5 separate regions of the Sus scrofa genome follow, and regions 1, 3, 4 and 5 are each linked to region 2. Evidence: chromatin contacts called from public HiChIP or PLAC-seq and promoter capture Hi-C data. All regions are on one chromosome and are shown on one strand. The core of a region is the stretch at or near the end of the contact, and the rest is flanking DNA. Distances in the headings are between cores, read along the strand shown.

Region 1 (2,700 bases), core at 110-2,609, 500 kb after region 2:
TAGGTGCTTTTTCAAAGGCTTCTTGGCCTCCCAGACAATGCAAACTCAGGCAAAGTGTGCTGGGGCTGTGGGTGAGGCAAACCCTGGCTTCTCAGGGGGTGTGGAAGGCAGAGAGGACCTTGGGGACAGAGGAAGGGCCTGTTAAGAGGGTGTGAAAGGCCAAGAGAGAGAGTGGTTAGGACATGCCACCAAAGCAGGAGGGAGGGAGTGCCTCAGCTGGCTGGGCTCCGAGCTGGCACCAGAGGCACTTTTGCAGAAGACAGGAACATGAGTCACCAGCTTCTCCCACACCCAGCACCCTGTTGGCAGGTGCCCCTCGGTTTGTTGAATGAATGTGGGGCTTAAATAGAAAGGTTCCTCAGAAAAGCAGGGAGAAAAGCAGCTGCCTTTCCAAGGGCACCGCCCTCAGCCAGGGCCTTTCCAACCAAGCCAAAGCCAGGAAGACGAGGGGCCAGCAGTAGGGAAATGCTCCCTCTCCCAGTCATGCTAACTCCTCTGCTCCAAACTAGTCTGCCCCTCTGCACAACATCAGAGCCTTGGTTTACATACTCCCTGGAGCGGGGACCTCAGTGCCTGCTAGGACAGTGCGTTTCTGGACAGCTTCACCAGGGCGATATCTGCCTCCCCACACACCCCATGGGGGACTCCTGTCTGAAGTCCCGTCCAACTCTCAAGTCCGCAAATGTGAGAATCCCAAAGGCGCAGGCGGGAACCGAGAAGGAAAGAAGGAGCTGCGCGGAGGCGCCGCACATAAGCGGACCCGGAGACAGAGCCACACCTCCAGAGGTTGCGTCTCTACCACCACGCGCCCCCGAGGAGGACGTGGACCACCGGGTGCTGACCGCACGTACGGACGACCTGGCTGCCCTGCCGGAAGGAGCGGACCCGGGAGCGAGAGGGAGGAAGGGCCGGCTGCACGGAGGCGGTTAGCCGCACAAGGGGCTACGGCGGGCGGCCGGGAGAGTGGACGAGGCAGCCTGGGTGTGGCCGGCGAAGCCGGGGACACTCACGTTCGCAGCCATGGCAGGATCCGGTCACCGCCCGCCTCACTCGGCTCAGCAAGAAAACGGACTTACGGCTGCACCACGGAATCCCGCCACCTCTCGACAGCCAGATGGCGGCCAAAAGGCGCGGGAAGCCCGGAGCCCTAGGATGCGCTACAGAGCAACGCCCCGCAAGCCGCGGTTTTTCTGCTCTCGCCCGCCGCGCCTCCTCCTGGGAAACGTAGTCTGGTGCCCTCTCCGGAAGTTGCAACCTACCCGGTACCTCACTGGTGCACCTGCGCATTGCAGGTCATTCTGGGAATTGCAGTTCCTTCTGTCTAGGGAGTTGCTCGGCGGCGCGCGGCCTGCTGGGAAATGTAGTTCCCGGTTGAGAAGGCCGGGCTAGGAGCTCCGAGGCAGGCGCGCGGAGGGCAGGCCTGGAGGGGGCGGGTCCGCACGGGCCTCCCAGCCGCCCGCCTCGCCGGGGAGAGGTCACGGCGTGAGGCAGCCACCGCGATCACCGCGAGGTTGGAGCGCCGGGCTGCACTATGGCCTACTGCCGGCAGGAAGGTAGGAGGGCGGGGTACCTAGAGACGGCCTACGAGGGCCTGCAGGGAACAGGCGGATTGTGCGGCCCCCGCGCCCCACCACTGGTGCGGAAGATAGTCCTCGGACCCTTGCGTCGGGTCTCCATCCCCGCTTTACAGATGGGCAGCGGGGAGAAGCGAGGCGGTCCAAGGTCACCGTGAGGCTCGAACCCGGACGTCTGAGGGACCACCACGTGAGAGAGCTCTTAAATTAGGCCTGGGGGTCGGAGGAGTGCGAGCGCGCTGCCGCTGGCTCCTAACGGAGAGTTTATAGGTATTAATTGTTACTATGGCGCTTACCCACACCACGTGTTCCGGTTTGCGCCGCCCGTCAACAGTCCTGGAAAGTCGCCCTCGGCGTGCTCTGTGCTGCGGCGTGGAGTACCGCCCGAGGGGACCGGTCAGGCGCTGGTGCGCCCTAAGCCAGGCCCTGTTCATTTCCCGAGAGTAAACAGCGACCCAGAGGTGACTAGGCTAATGCCATGATGCCGGCAAGTCCGGAAGCTGGGGTTGGACCCCCGCGGTCTGATTCCAGAGCTGCCCAGCCTGGTGACCAGTGGATTCCAGGGAGCCTTCCGTTGGGAAGACAACCCCCCAAAAAAACAAAACTAAATAGGTTTCTGTCTATGGTCTCTCTCCTTGTTACCTCTCCTGGAACCCCAGAAGTCTCCAGGCCAGGGGTTCGAGGGCCTCCGCGCACAACCGCTAACTGGCTCTTTGTCCCTGAGCTGTCACCCAGCCCCTCCAAGGCCCAGTGTTCAGTCTTGTAAAATGAGAAGTAGGCCTTCCTTCCTTCTCCACATATTCATGAAGCACCTTTTTAGTGCCAGGTGAGGGTGATGGTGAACACCTGAGACTTTAAAGCTCCAGAGAGAGCTGGAACTCTCCCTGAAATTCTTTAATGAATAGTCTAGCTCCCTCAGGTCATTGAGGGACCCTTAAGCCCAGAGATGGAGGTGATCTACCCAAGGTCATGCTTAGGTAGGAAAACAGCTCAATCTAAAATGCTAGGCCTTTCCCCCAGTACCCCATTCTGCTTCCAGAACCCTCCTTCCCTGGGTCATAAAGTCATAATACTCACGATGTCTCTAATGAGTGCTATTTTAATTGATTGATATTTAACTCTGCCT
Region 2 (2,700 bases), core at 122-2,621:
CCAGTGTTGGAGACCACTGAACAGCTCAACTCTGCGCAAGGCAAATATCTGCTGACACAGAGTTCTAAAGTACAGGGTCTCCTACAAAGACATTATGCATCAACTATGCTATTCAATAAGCAGCTGAACTATGCCCTAGAGGTATGCACCAGTGCGAATAATTTCCTTTATTATTCACTAAGAGGTACCCTTGTCTTTGCCTATGCTTGCTCCAGCCCACTAATCTACATAAGGCATCTTCCTTAATAAAAGTGGGCTAAAACCCAGGGCCTTTGTTTCGTGGAAAGGAGTGCCTCCTGGTCTCCCACTTTCTTAATGTAAAAGAGTCTCGTGTGTTTTGTTATACCGCACCATCCCTCTTCCAGGATTCCCCATTTCCCTGTAGCGATGGACGCGGCAAACCAGACTGATTGAGCCTGGTTCTACCATGAAGAATTCTGAATGTAAGCTGGAGCAGGCCCCTTCACTTTCGGAGCCTCAATGTCATCATCCAGAAAACCGGAGATAGGGAGTTCCTGTCGTGGCTCAGAGGTAACGAACCCGACTAATATCCATGAGGAAGCAGGTTTGATTCCTGCCCGCTCAGTGGGTTAGGGATCCCGCGTTGACTGTGGCTGTGGCATAGGCCTGCCAGCAGCTACAACTCCAATTCCACCCCTAGCCTGGGAATTTCCACATGCCACGGGTGCGACCCTAAAAAGACAAAACAGAACAAAAAAAGGGTATATTACCCGCACCTTCCTCCTAAAGCAGTTGGGAGGGTTCAGCACAACAGGCTCTGGAACAAGTACTCAGAGCAGGTTTTCTTCCCAGGAGTTAACTAACTTAATAAAGCTGATTTTGTCCTGTTAGACCTGACAGCTCCAGGCCGCGCACCTCCAGGTGTATGAATATCGGGTTACTTTCTGGTCGGGGATGCGGGGCATACGGGATACTGGGAGGGAGGTAAGTCACACTCTGACATCCTGGAGGGACCATTCTGGTCCCTGAACCAAAACGGAGGATGACAGAGAGTACAGATAAGGGTCCCCTCCAACGGAAACGGAGACAAGGCTGGCAAGGAGGCCTGGCTGTCCTAGAGCGGAGGCAGGAACATTCCTAACCCGGAAAAGACGGCAGTTTCAAGCTGGTGTCTTGAGGGGCCGGCCTGGCACGGGTGCACACTGGAACGGAGACGCCCAGGCCCGGGTCCGGTCTGAGAAGAAAAGCCAGGCCCGGGGTCCCGTCTGAGGGGAGACTAACCCTGCGTCCCTGAGGGAAGAAGCAAGCTAGCCGAGATTCTTGTCCGGCGGAGGCAAGGAGAACGCGGAGCCCGTACTTACCGAGGACGCTGTGACGTCCAAAGGTTTTTTCCTCCGGTCCATCATGGCCCTAGAGTGTCCCAGCCCAAAACGAACGCTTCACGTATCCCGGCAGGCCTCGAATACCCGCTTCAAGAGCGACCGGAAGTGTCTTTAAGATAGCGACGCTGTTTACGTTTTTGTGCCATCTTGAGAAGGTCAGAACGTGGTAAGTATTGCGTCCGTGACCATCTTGAGAAGGTCTGAGAGCTCACAGAGATGAAGCTAACTCCTAAGGCCATCTTGAAGAGGGCGGGAGGTAAAAAGGCTAGTGTTGGCGCCATCTTGAGGAGGTCTACATACGGCTTTGCGGAGCAATTGGCTCCATCTTGAATGGGGAGGATTGGGTGTGGCAATGGCGCCATCTTGGGAAGGGCGTAGTGAACTAAAATGAATGTTTTCCCACTGAAAAAAAGAGATGGGTTACCAGGATCGCAAAGATCTAAATGCCATTTGAAGATCTGCTATATGCCAGGTACTGTCTGGTGCTTCTCATATGTTATTATTATTATTATTATTATTTTTTGTCTTTCTGCTGTTTTTTTGGGCCGCTCCCGCGGCATATGGAGGTTCCCAGGCTAGGGGTCGAATGGGAGCTGTAGCCACCCGCCTACGCCAGAGCCACAGCAACGCGGGATCCGAGCCGCATCTGCGACCTACACCACAGCTCACGGCAACGCCGAATCGTCAACCCACTGAGCAAGGGCAGGGACCGAACCCGCAACCTCATGGTTCTTAGTCGGATTCCTTAACCACTGCGCCACGGTGGGAACTCCTCATATGTTAATTTATTTAAATTCTCACAAGAGTCCTATAAGATAAGGATTATTAATTTTAGTGGAAATAACAATAATACTAGCTAACATTGATATAGTGCTGTGTGTCACTTTACATATTTCAGCTCCTAGGAATGTTAACTCCAGGAGTCAACCCCCTCGGTTGGAATCCCTCCTTCACCACTTACTGGCTGTATGACCTTGGAAAGTTACTTTCTATGTGTCTCATAGAAACACATATTTTTATTTCCAAAAGGGAATAAAATAGTACTTACTTCATGGAGTTCAATGAGGATTAGATGAAGTGAGCTAGTCGGTAAAAATATTAATGATGTGGTAGACAGGGTAATGACACCACCCAGCACACCCCTGAAACTATGTTTTCTTCTATGGCAAAAGGGATTTGCAGATGTGATTAAGGATTTTGAGAGAGTGAGGTCATCTAGGTAGGTCCAATGTAATCACAAGGGTCTTTGTAAGAGGGAAGCAGAAAGGTCAGAATCAGTGAAAGAGCAGATGCTACACTGTGAGCTTGGAAGAAGGAGGATGGTGCCACTGTGGAGGCATGTAGGCAGCCTCTAGAA
Region 3 (2,718 bases), core at 206-2,705, 340 kb before region 2:
GGGCGGGAAGCGGAGGGGAGAGGAGCCGGGGAGCGAGGGAAGGAGGGACTGCAGGGAGGAGGAGGATGCGAAGGAGGAGGAGGGGAGCGGCCCAGCCGGAGCCATCTCCGCCAAGAACAAAATGGCGGCGCTGGCGGAGGGCCAACTGTGAGGCGGGGCCGCGGCCGGCCCCCTCCGCCCCCACCCTCGCGCCGGCCCGACCGGTCAGGGGGAGCCCGCTCGCTTCGCCCGGCCGCGGGCGGGGAGGGGAGGGGAGCGGCCCGGCCCACTATGCAAAGCGGCCGGCGCCACCGCCCCGTGGCAAAGGTAAAAGGGTCGGGTTCAGGCGCCGCCGCGGCGCCTCCATGTCCGCGCGCCAGGCCCGCCCCCTCCGCCGCCGGCCCGAGCCCGCCCCGGCCCTTTTTCAATTTTACCTCAGGATTTGGCGCCAAAGCGGCCTCGGAGCAGGTCCCGTGTCTGCGGCGGGCGGCCCCCGGCGCGGAGGGCAGGACGCGGGGAGGCCGGCTTCCCGGCGTCGGCGGATGGCGGGAGCCCGGGGCCGCGGGCTCGCGGGGCAGCGGGCGAGAGACGAGACGCCGAGGTGGGAGCGGGGCGGCGGGGGCGGGCCCGGGGGCGCCGCCGGGGTCGCGGGGAAGGGGGGGTTTGTTATTGTTTTTGTCAGCGAAAGGTCAGAGTTCGTGACCCCGGTGCCGCCGCCGCCGCCGCCCGCGCGCTGGTAGGAGGAGGGCGAATGTTCTTCTTCCTCTTCCCAGCGCCGGCCTCGCCGCGGCCGCGGGGGGCGGGCGAGCACGCGATTGGCTGAGGCGCGCGCGCGCACCGGAACGCGGCGGCCGCGCTGCTCCATCCGGCCCCACGGCTGTCCGGCCGGGCGGCGGTGGCGGAGGAAGACGCAGGCTCCGCGCTGTTCGCCGGAGCCTCGGCCCGTACCGCCGCCTGCACCGCCGCAGGGCCAGAATGGAGGGTGGAGGCCGCGGTCGTTGGGGTAAAGGGGTGGTTGGTCGTTTTAAAAAGCCGGGACCGCAGGGCTCCGTTATTCGGGGGCCAGTCCGCCCCTCCCGGGTTCCTCTGGCGGCTGGAGGCCAGGTGGGGGCTGTGTTCTCACCGTAAGGTCTTCCACCCGGCGTCCGCCCTGCCGAGGCCTCTGTTTGTGGACTGAGGAAGCGGTGACACAGCGGAGCGCCTGTAGATCGGAAGTGTATGGTTTCTTGGGTGGATATTGAATTCTTTGTGCCCTACTCGGTACAGAGAGTATTTAATTGGGGTTTGAAAGGTCCGAGGATACACCAGCTTCTGGGAGTATCAGATAGTGTTAAAAGCCTCCCAAATCTTGAACATATGATCCAAATCTTTCTTCCATGTGTCTCCTTTTGGAGATGTGAACTAGTAAACGATGATGCTTAAGTGTATCAAGAAACTCTGTGGAATTGCTTAAATATAAATATAATTGCTTCTCTTAATCCTATACATCTTGAGTTACTGGTTTTCATTAGATACTCAATACTGGATGTAAATCTGTGTGCATACTAAAGCCAAACAATACCAAAATGTCAGAGTTTGGAGCAGAGAAAGATTTATTGCAGGGCGTGCAAGGAGACAGGTTGGCTCAGGCCCAAGAAAAACCCCTGAACTCTGGGAGTTCCTGTTGTGGCCCACTGGGTTAAGAATCCAGCTAGTATCCATGAGGATGTGGGTTTCATCCCTGGCCTCGCTTAATGGGTTAAGGATTCAGCATTGCTGTGGCTGTGGTGTAGGCTGGCAGCTGCAACTCCGATTTGACCCCTAGCCTGGAACTTTCTTGTGCCTCAGGCCCTAATAAGAAAACAAAACACAACAAAAACCTGAACTTTTTTTTGGCAAAGCCTTTATAAAGGAAAGTTGAGGGAGGGGCATGGTTAGTCATTGGAAACTTCTTGGTGTCAGCTCCTTTGTGCTAACAGCTCTCCAAAAAGTGTCTTAGTTTGAAGCCACCTGAGCTCTGGGCAGCTCATTGTGGCAGGCTTTGTGGATCCCCACCCTCTTCTTTTGCCCATCCACTCCACCATCCTGAACCCTTCAAACCTATCCTTTCCCTTCTGTACTCTTCCAGTTGCAGGCCCAGACTGGGCCAAGCAGGGTAGCCCAGGCACCATCTCTGACCATGGCGTCCCTCTTCAAGAAGGAAACCATGGATGATGTAATAAAGGAACAGATCTAATATGGAGTCAGAATTTTGTTGTCTTACTATTACCCACTTTTCTTTGATACCCCTCAATCTTGGGGAGAGCATGTGTTGGGCAAGAAAGGGAATAAAAAGTTCCCCTTGTGGCTCATTGGGTTAAGAACCCAACACAGTGTCCCTGAGGATGCAAGTTCGATCCCTGGCCTCAGTGAATTAAGGATCCAGTGTTGCCACAAGCTTCAGCATAGGTCACAGACGCAGCTCAGATCTGGTGTTGCTATGGCTGTGGCATAGGCCTACAGCTGCAGCTCCAATTTGACCCTCTAGCTAGGAACTTGCATATTCCGCAGGTGAGGCCGTAAAAAGAAAAGAATAATATTTTCGATAGTTTAATCATAAACTCGACAAAGGAGCTTGGGTTTAGGGGGACTTGTTTGCAAACTCCAACCCCATTTTCATCCTTTCCTAAATCTTCAAGGTAATGAAGCAGTGACTGCTCTGGCTACTTCCTGCTGAAATGTGTGTAATCCTTCCTTGATTTGGGGAATTGACACCAAGTT
Region 4 (2,700 bases), core at 133-2,632, 430 kb after region 2:
CGGGGATTACATAGGGTCATTGGAGGAAGGTGACTGAATGTTACAGTCTCTATAGCCTTAAAGGGCTAGATGCAAAAAAGAGAAAGGAAATCCTGACCTCAACTGCTTCCATCTCCAGATCAACAGATGTTTGTTAAAGACCAGCTAGCCAGTTACTAGATCAGTGATACAGGAGTCAGTCCCTACCCTCAAGGAGTTCATTCTAGTGGAGAAAGGCATATAAGTAAGTAATCATAATACTGTAAGAATATATACATGACAGAGACCTACCTCCCACTGTCCATCCTTTTTATCCTGTAGCTTTAAGTACTGCCTTTTCAAAAGGCCTCCCAGACCATCCAATTAATTCACTCAATGAATATTTGTTGAGTGTTTCCAGCACTGTTCTAAACCCAGAATAGTGAACAAAACAAGACTCTTGCTCTCAAGGGACTCACATTCTAGCTGGGGGAGACAGACATTAAACAAGGAACCATATACTCAATATGAACAAAGAACATGCTATGAGGAAAAATAAGGCAGACTGGGAGAGTGCATTTTATGCAGGTGGCCAGAGACCTATTCTTTGATATGAGGTGAGATTTCAGTAAACAGCTGAAGCTGCGGCCTAATCCACAAAAACATCTGAAGAAGAGCATTTGGAGAAGACGGGACAGCAGGTGAGAAAGCCTGAAGGACCATCAGTTATTCTAAATACCAGCTCCCTGTCTCCTGCCTACCACATCACAGTTTCCATATGTTTCGCATATTTATGTTTACTTGTTATCTGTGCTCCCTCGAATATAAGCCCCAAGTTGGGCAGGTATCTCCCAAGTCAATGCCGATGTCCCTGGTATTTAGAAAGGTTTCTAACTATACAAAGGTGATACTCACTAGTGTTTGTAGACCCTGTAATCATTGTTGCGCTCAGTAATGACAATAACCCACTAAATGTTTTATTAGCCTTTCTATCAGAATCCCGAGAGCTCCGTGAGGCAGGCAAGGATAATGGTTCTCATTCTACAAATCAACGTGAGACTCAAGAGAAAGGAAGTGAGAAGAGTGAGGAATAACTAATTTTCAGGAGGGTTTTGAACAACAAAGGTCTCAGGGCCTGAGGCAAAATTCGGAGGGGGCGCGGTTAACCAAGAGGCAGGTTAAGGCCGTGATGACCCAGAAAGAGGCGGCGTGACAGGCCACTTTCTCGTGAGTTTGGGAAAAGCAACCCTGAGCTTGGGGAAAACAACCCTGGTAAACAAAGCTGGGCACACCCTGGCCTGGACAGGGAGAAGCCGCCCCAGAGCGAACTCTTCAGAAGATACTCACCTGGTCCACGTCGTCCGCCATGTTTCAAACCCTGCGCCCTTTCCGTCCTCTCGCGAGGGCACGAGAGCTGCTCCCTATGCCCACCCCAGTCTCCGGAAACGTGAGGACTCTATGCACTGGAAGTAGAAAGAGGTTGGTTTTACAGCTTCTTGCTTCCTGCAGCTTGCATTGGTCCCTTTGAGGCTGGGGCGGAGCTTCAGCCTGGGCGCAGGCGGGAATCTACCGGAGGGGGCGTGACCAGGCCCTGCACCGCCTGGGGGCGGGGCCGCGCGCGAGCTGCGTCCCGCGGAGACGCGGTGCGTCACGCTCTAGGCGAGTCTTGCCCGGGCAGAGATGGCTCCAAAGCGCTCGGCGGGCAGGGCGCCGCGGGGGCGCAAACTGCGCGGCCAGAAGGCCAAGGGCGAGGGCAAAGCCCGGCGCGAGGAGAAGGAGGCGGGTATGAGCCAGGCTGAGTTGGGGTTGGTAGGGAGGGTGGAAGAGGTTTGGGTGGGGGTAGCAGGAGGCCGGCTTCCTGGAGGTGTGAGCGAGGCATCCTCCCTCCCACCTGCGCTGGGGGCGGTGTTCCGGAGGCCTAGGGAGGCTGGGGGTGTGCACGTGCCCAGGTGCTCCCCGGCGGCCCTGCGCCTTTGCTCTCCTGGCCAGAGGTGATGCGCCCTGAGACGTTCCGCTAGAGCCCAGCCGACCGCGAGTTCCTCTGCGTAGCCTCTTTCTGCTCCTTTTCGCCCCCAGGATGCAGGCGGAAGCAGGGGGCTGAATATGTGAAAGGTACTGCTATTATGTTGTGTCGCCACGAGACGAAGGGACCAAGACTTAGAGTGCTGTGGTGTGTGGAGAGTCCCAGATTTGGATCCCACCTGACAACGTGCATATCGAGTAGGCTGCTTATATTTGTCATGCGCAAAGCAAAACACTTGATTTCCCCTTTAAACCTATCCCTTTCTTACTTTTACCCCATATCAGTCTTTGACCCCTTCATCACTTGTTAAAACAAACTCCTTTTCCCTCCAACACACATCCAGTCCTTCAGAAAGCAAATCCTATCAGTTTAACCTCAAAACCATATCTCAAATCTCTCCACTTCTCTGTTTCCATGGCCACATACCCTGTCGAAACCACCATCACTTTTCAGTTGAACGACTGCAGTTGCCTCTCTACGGGTCTCCCTACTTCTTTTCATCCCCCTGGAGGAGTTTTCTGTGCTGCAGCGCAAAGTACCTTAAAAAAAAAAAATCTGATTTTGCCATGCTCCCACTTCAGACTCTCTGTGTCTTCCCATTGGCATAACAGCCTCCAGATTCCTCACCTTGGCCTACAAGACCCTGTATGATCTGGCTGCTGCTGCCTCTCCTGTTGTCTCTTCCTAGTCTTCTTTGCCAGGTACCTTCCTTCTTGGCC
Region 5 (2,700 bases), core at 176-2,675, 480 kb before region 2:
TGTGGCATAGGCTGGCAGCTGTAGCTTCAATTGAAGCCCTAGTGTGGGAACCTCCATATGCCACGGGTGCGGCCCTAAAAAGCAAACAAACAAAAAACCAAACAGAATAGAACATGGGGACAATTTCAACAGAGGTAAAACACTGATTGGAACACCAGAAGGAGAAAAAAAGATGAAAGAAAAATATTTGAGGTAATAATGGCCAAGAACTTTTCAAAATTACTTATAATTACGGAACCACGGTTCCAGGAAGCTCAGAGAAAACCAAGCAGGATAAATACCAAAAATATACACATAGGAGTTCCCGTGGTGGCACAGTGGTTAACGAACCTAAGAACTAGGAACCATGAGGTTGCGGGTTTGATCCCTGGCCTCTCTCAGTGGGTTAAGGATCTGGCATTGCCATGAGCTGTGGTGTAAGTCACAGATGTGGCTCGGATTTGGCGTGGCTGTGGCTCTGGCATAGGCCGGTGACTACAGCTCCGATTAGACCCCTAGCTTGGGAATCTCCATATGCCGTGGGTGCAGCCCTAGAAAAGACCCCCCCCCAAAAAAAACCCCAAAAACATACACACACCCCCCCAGGTATATCTTATTCAAACTATAAGCCAAAGACAAAAATCCTGAAATAAACAAAAAAGAAAACCACCCTAACCATCTTACTATAGTGGTAATGCAGCTGACCAATCATAAGAAACCATGCAAGAGAATGGAGTGAAATATTTAGTATTGAAGATTCTTCCCACCCCCTTCCCCAGGTTCTACATATGGCAAAATTATTCTTCAAAAGTGAGTTCCCCTTGTGGCACAGTGGAAATGAATCCTACTAGGAACCACGAAGTTTCGTGTTCCGTCCCTGGCCTCCTGCAGTTGCTCTGATTCAACCCTTTGCCTGGGAACCTGCATTTGCCAAGGGTGCGGCACTGAAAAAAAAAAAAGGAATTCAGAAATGCGTCTCATTCATCTTTTGCTTTTGAAGAAATTGAGATCCTGAGCTCTGAAGTGGCTAATCTGGGAAGGGAAAGATCCCAAATTTTCCTTTTTTTTTTTTTTTTTCTTTTCTTTTGCAGGTCTCTTTTAAAAAATCAATGTTAGAAATTGTGCAGTTCCAACTTCACTTGAAAACTGGACAAATTGAAAGAAAAAAACTGATATTTGAGGTTGAACAGACAGTTAATAGCCCACTTAGTAACAACTCAACTCGCAAGCTTGTTTGAATGGTTGAGCTTGAGGCCGTATAAAACGGCAAAGTCCTCTTGGCGAAGGGAAAAGAGATCGATTCACAGAGCGTGAAAACCTAACCGTTCCAAGAGAGGGTATTCTACTCTTTAAGAGAACAGGTTGGCTCCAGCCGCCCGGCCTAAGCCAAGCTCCGCCAGCCGCGACTACAAGTCCCAGGATGCTCCGCGGCGCGCACCGCCCGCCGGGAGAACTCTCCCGTGAGTCTGCGCGGGAAGTGGAAAAGCGCGGATAAGGAGTGGCAAGGCAGCCTGGGTGTCGTCTTCTGCGCTAGTGTCTCTGGTCTTTGCTGGTCACGGCCGGCGGTCCGGCTCCTCCGCCGCCGCCATGCCCATGAAGGGCCGCTTCCCCATCCGCCGTACCCTGCAGTATCTTGGCCAGGGGGACGTGGTATTCAAGGACTCGGTGAAGGTCATGACGGTGAACTACAACACGCACGGGGAGCTGGGCGAGGGCGCCAGGTCAGTCCGAGCCATCGGGGCCGCCACGGGGTCCTAATCGCGTGGACGCCTGGCGCTGCGCTAGCGCCTGCAGAATCCTGGGGCTGGTGCTGTTGCCCCATTTCACAGACGGGCAGCGACCCCAAGTTCCACAACCGGGAGAGAACCGCGGCTCCGGGCTGCCCTGGGAGGCCGGAGTCCTCTCAGCGCCCCCAGGTGCCCAGAGCCTAGCGGAGCACAGGCCGGCTGCGGTTGGGTTGGAGCCCAGTGCGGGAGTGACCGGCATCCTTCAGTCTTGGCGCTTGCGCTTGCTGGTTTTGGGCGAGTTGAGTCGCCTCAGTGTCCCACAGAGGATGACACTTCCGTCCCAGGGCCGACGAGGGGGTGCAGTGAAAGGTAACAGTTGCTGGCAGCACGTTTCTGCGTGCTTCTCCTGCGTTAGCTCCTTCGATGTTTACGGAAACCCCACCCTAGAGAGGGGAAGCACGGAGGTTAGGTCGCTTGGTTGTCCAGGGCACTACATCTGGCTCGTGGGTAGTAGCTCTGAAAGTGCTTCGTTCTTGACTGATCACCCTTACAATTGCGGCACACCCTTCCAGCCCCCAGCTTTTTGATGTTTTTCAGGCTACGGAGTAGGGACTCATTGAATGGAAGCTTGCAGTGAAAGTTTTGCATTGAACTTTGAGGCAACAGAGTGCCTTGGGCTTTTCAGGTATTAGGTATAAATTTCCTGAGTGCCTGTTGATGGTAGGCCCCTTGCTTTGTGCTGGGAATCCAAGTCCTGCCTTTCAGAAACTTTGGGGTTGGGTGTGTGGGATGGATCAAAATGAGACAGGAGAGCAACTTTCTGTGGAGGGGCCTTCAGTGCAGGGCTCTTCAGAAGAGCCAGAAGCTATCCTAGCCATTTGCTTTCCACAGGTGAACCCAAGAACTTGGACCTGCTAGCATGGGGTCAGATGGGATGAGGGCTTCCTAGAAGACTTAGTAGTTTTAGGGCTGAGTGGGCACACAGATACTCCTT

What was found. Promoter capture Hi-C pulls out the DNA fragments that hold promoters and counts their contacts. HiChIP or PLAC-seq counts read pairs in DNA pulled down with a chosen protein or histone mark.
Region 1: an H3K27ac HiChIP or PLAC-seq map of alveolar macrophages shows a contact between it and region 2. The contact joins the promoter of CHCHD4 here to the promoter of CCDC174 in region 2. A contact is called at or near these places in 1 of 5 promoter capture datasets (liver), 5 of 47 Hi-C or Micro-C datasets (alveolar macrophages, embryonic fibroblasts and liver) and 1 of 2 datasets of contacts at active chromatin or transcription factors (alveolar macrophages).
Region 3: an H3K27ac HiChIP or PLAC-seq map of alveolar macrophages shows a contact between it and region 2. The contact joins the promoter of NR2C2 here to the promoter of CCDC174 in region 2. A contact is called at or near these places in 1 of 5 promoter capture datasets (liver) and 1 of 2 datasets of contacts at active chromatin or transcription factors (alveolar macrophages).
Region 4: a contact with region 2 is called in an H3K27ac HiChIP or PLAC-seq map of alveolar macrophages. The contact joins the promoter of LSM3 here to the promoter of CCDC174 in region 2. A contact is called at or near these places in 1 of 5 promoter capture datasets (liver), 4 of 47 Hi-C or Micro-C datasets (blood, embryonic fibroblasts and liver) and 2 of 2 datasets of contacts at active chromatin or transcription factors (alveolar macrophages and skeletal muscle).
Region 5: a contact with region 2 is called in a promoter capture Hi-C map of liver, with 2.8 times the contacts expected there. The contact joins the promoter of MRPS25 here to the promoter of CCDC174 in region 2. A contact is called at or near these places in 1 of 5 promoter capture datasets (liver), 1 of 47 Hi-C or Micro-C datasets (skeletal muscle) and 1 of 2 datasets of contacts at active chromatin or transcription factors (alveolar macrophages).

Annotation. Positions count from the first base shown.
Region 1 is chr13:70,415,967-70,418,666 of Sscrofa11.1, forward strand. CHCHD4 (coiled-coil-helix-coiled-coil-helix domain containing 4) reads left to right here and starts at 1,360. Exons shown (of 3, transcript NM_001243499.1): 1 at 1,360-1,553. The coding sequence starts at 1,532. It overlaps TMEM43 (transmembrane protein 43), which reads right to left and starts at 1,247. Exons shown (of 12, transcript XM_021069380.1): 1 at 1,011-1,247. The coding sequence starts at 1,022.
Region 2 is chr13:69,917,525-69,920,224 of Sscrofa11.1, forward strand. CCDC174 reads right to left here and starts at 1,372. Exons shown (of 12, transcript NM_001244302.1): 1 at 1,323-1,372. The coding sequence starts at 1,364.
Region 3 is chr13:69,576,183-69,578,900 of Sscrofa11.1, forward strand. NR2C2 (nuclear receptor subfamily 2 group C member 2) reads right to left here and starts at 1,456. Exons shown (of 15, transcript XM_005669805.3): 1 at 414-1,456. It overlaps LOC106505680 (serine/arginine repetitive matrix protein 3-like), which reads left to right. Exons shown (of 4, transcript XM_021069810.1): 2 at 1-306.
Region 4 is chr13:70,347,298-70,349,997 of Sscrofa11.1, forward strand. It overlaps LSM3 (LSM3 homolog, U6 small nuclear RNA and mRNA degradation associated), which reads right to left and starts at 1,383. Exons shown (of 4, transcript NM_001244928.1): 1 at 1,306-1,383. The coding sequence starts at 1,326. XPC (DNA repair protein complementing XP-C cells) reads left to right here and starts at 1,544. Exons shown (of 15, transcript XM_021069376.1): 1 at 1,544-1,741. The coding sequence starts at 1,639.
Region 5 is chr13:69,439,675-69,442,374 of Sscrofa11.1, forward strand. MRPS25 (28S ribosomal protein S25, mitochondrial) reads left to right here and starts at 1,426. Exons shown (of 4, transcript XM_003358532.5): 1 at 1,426-1,700. The coding sequence starts at 1,567.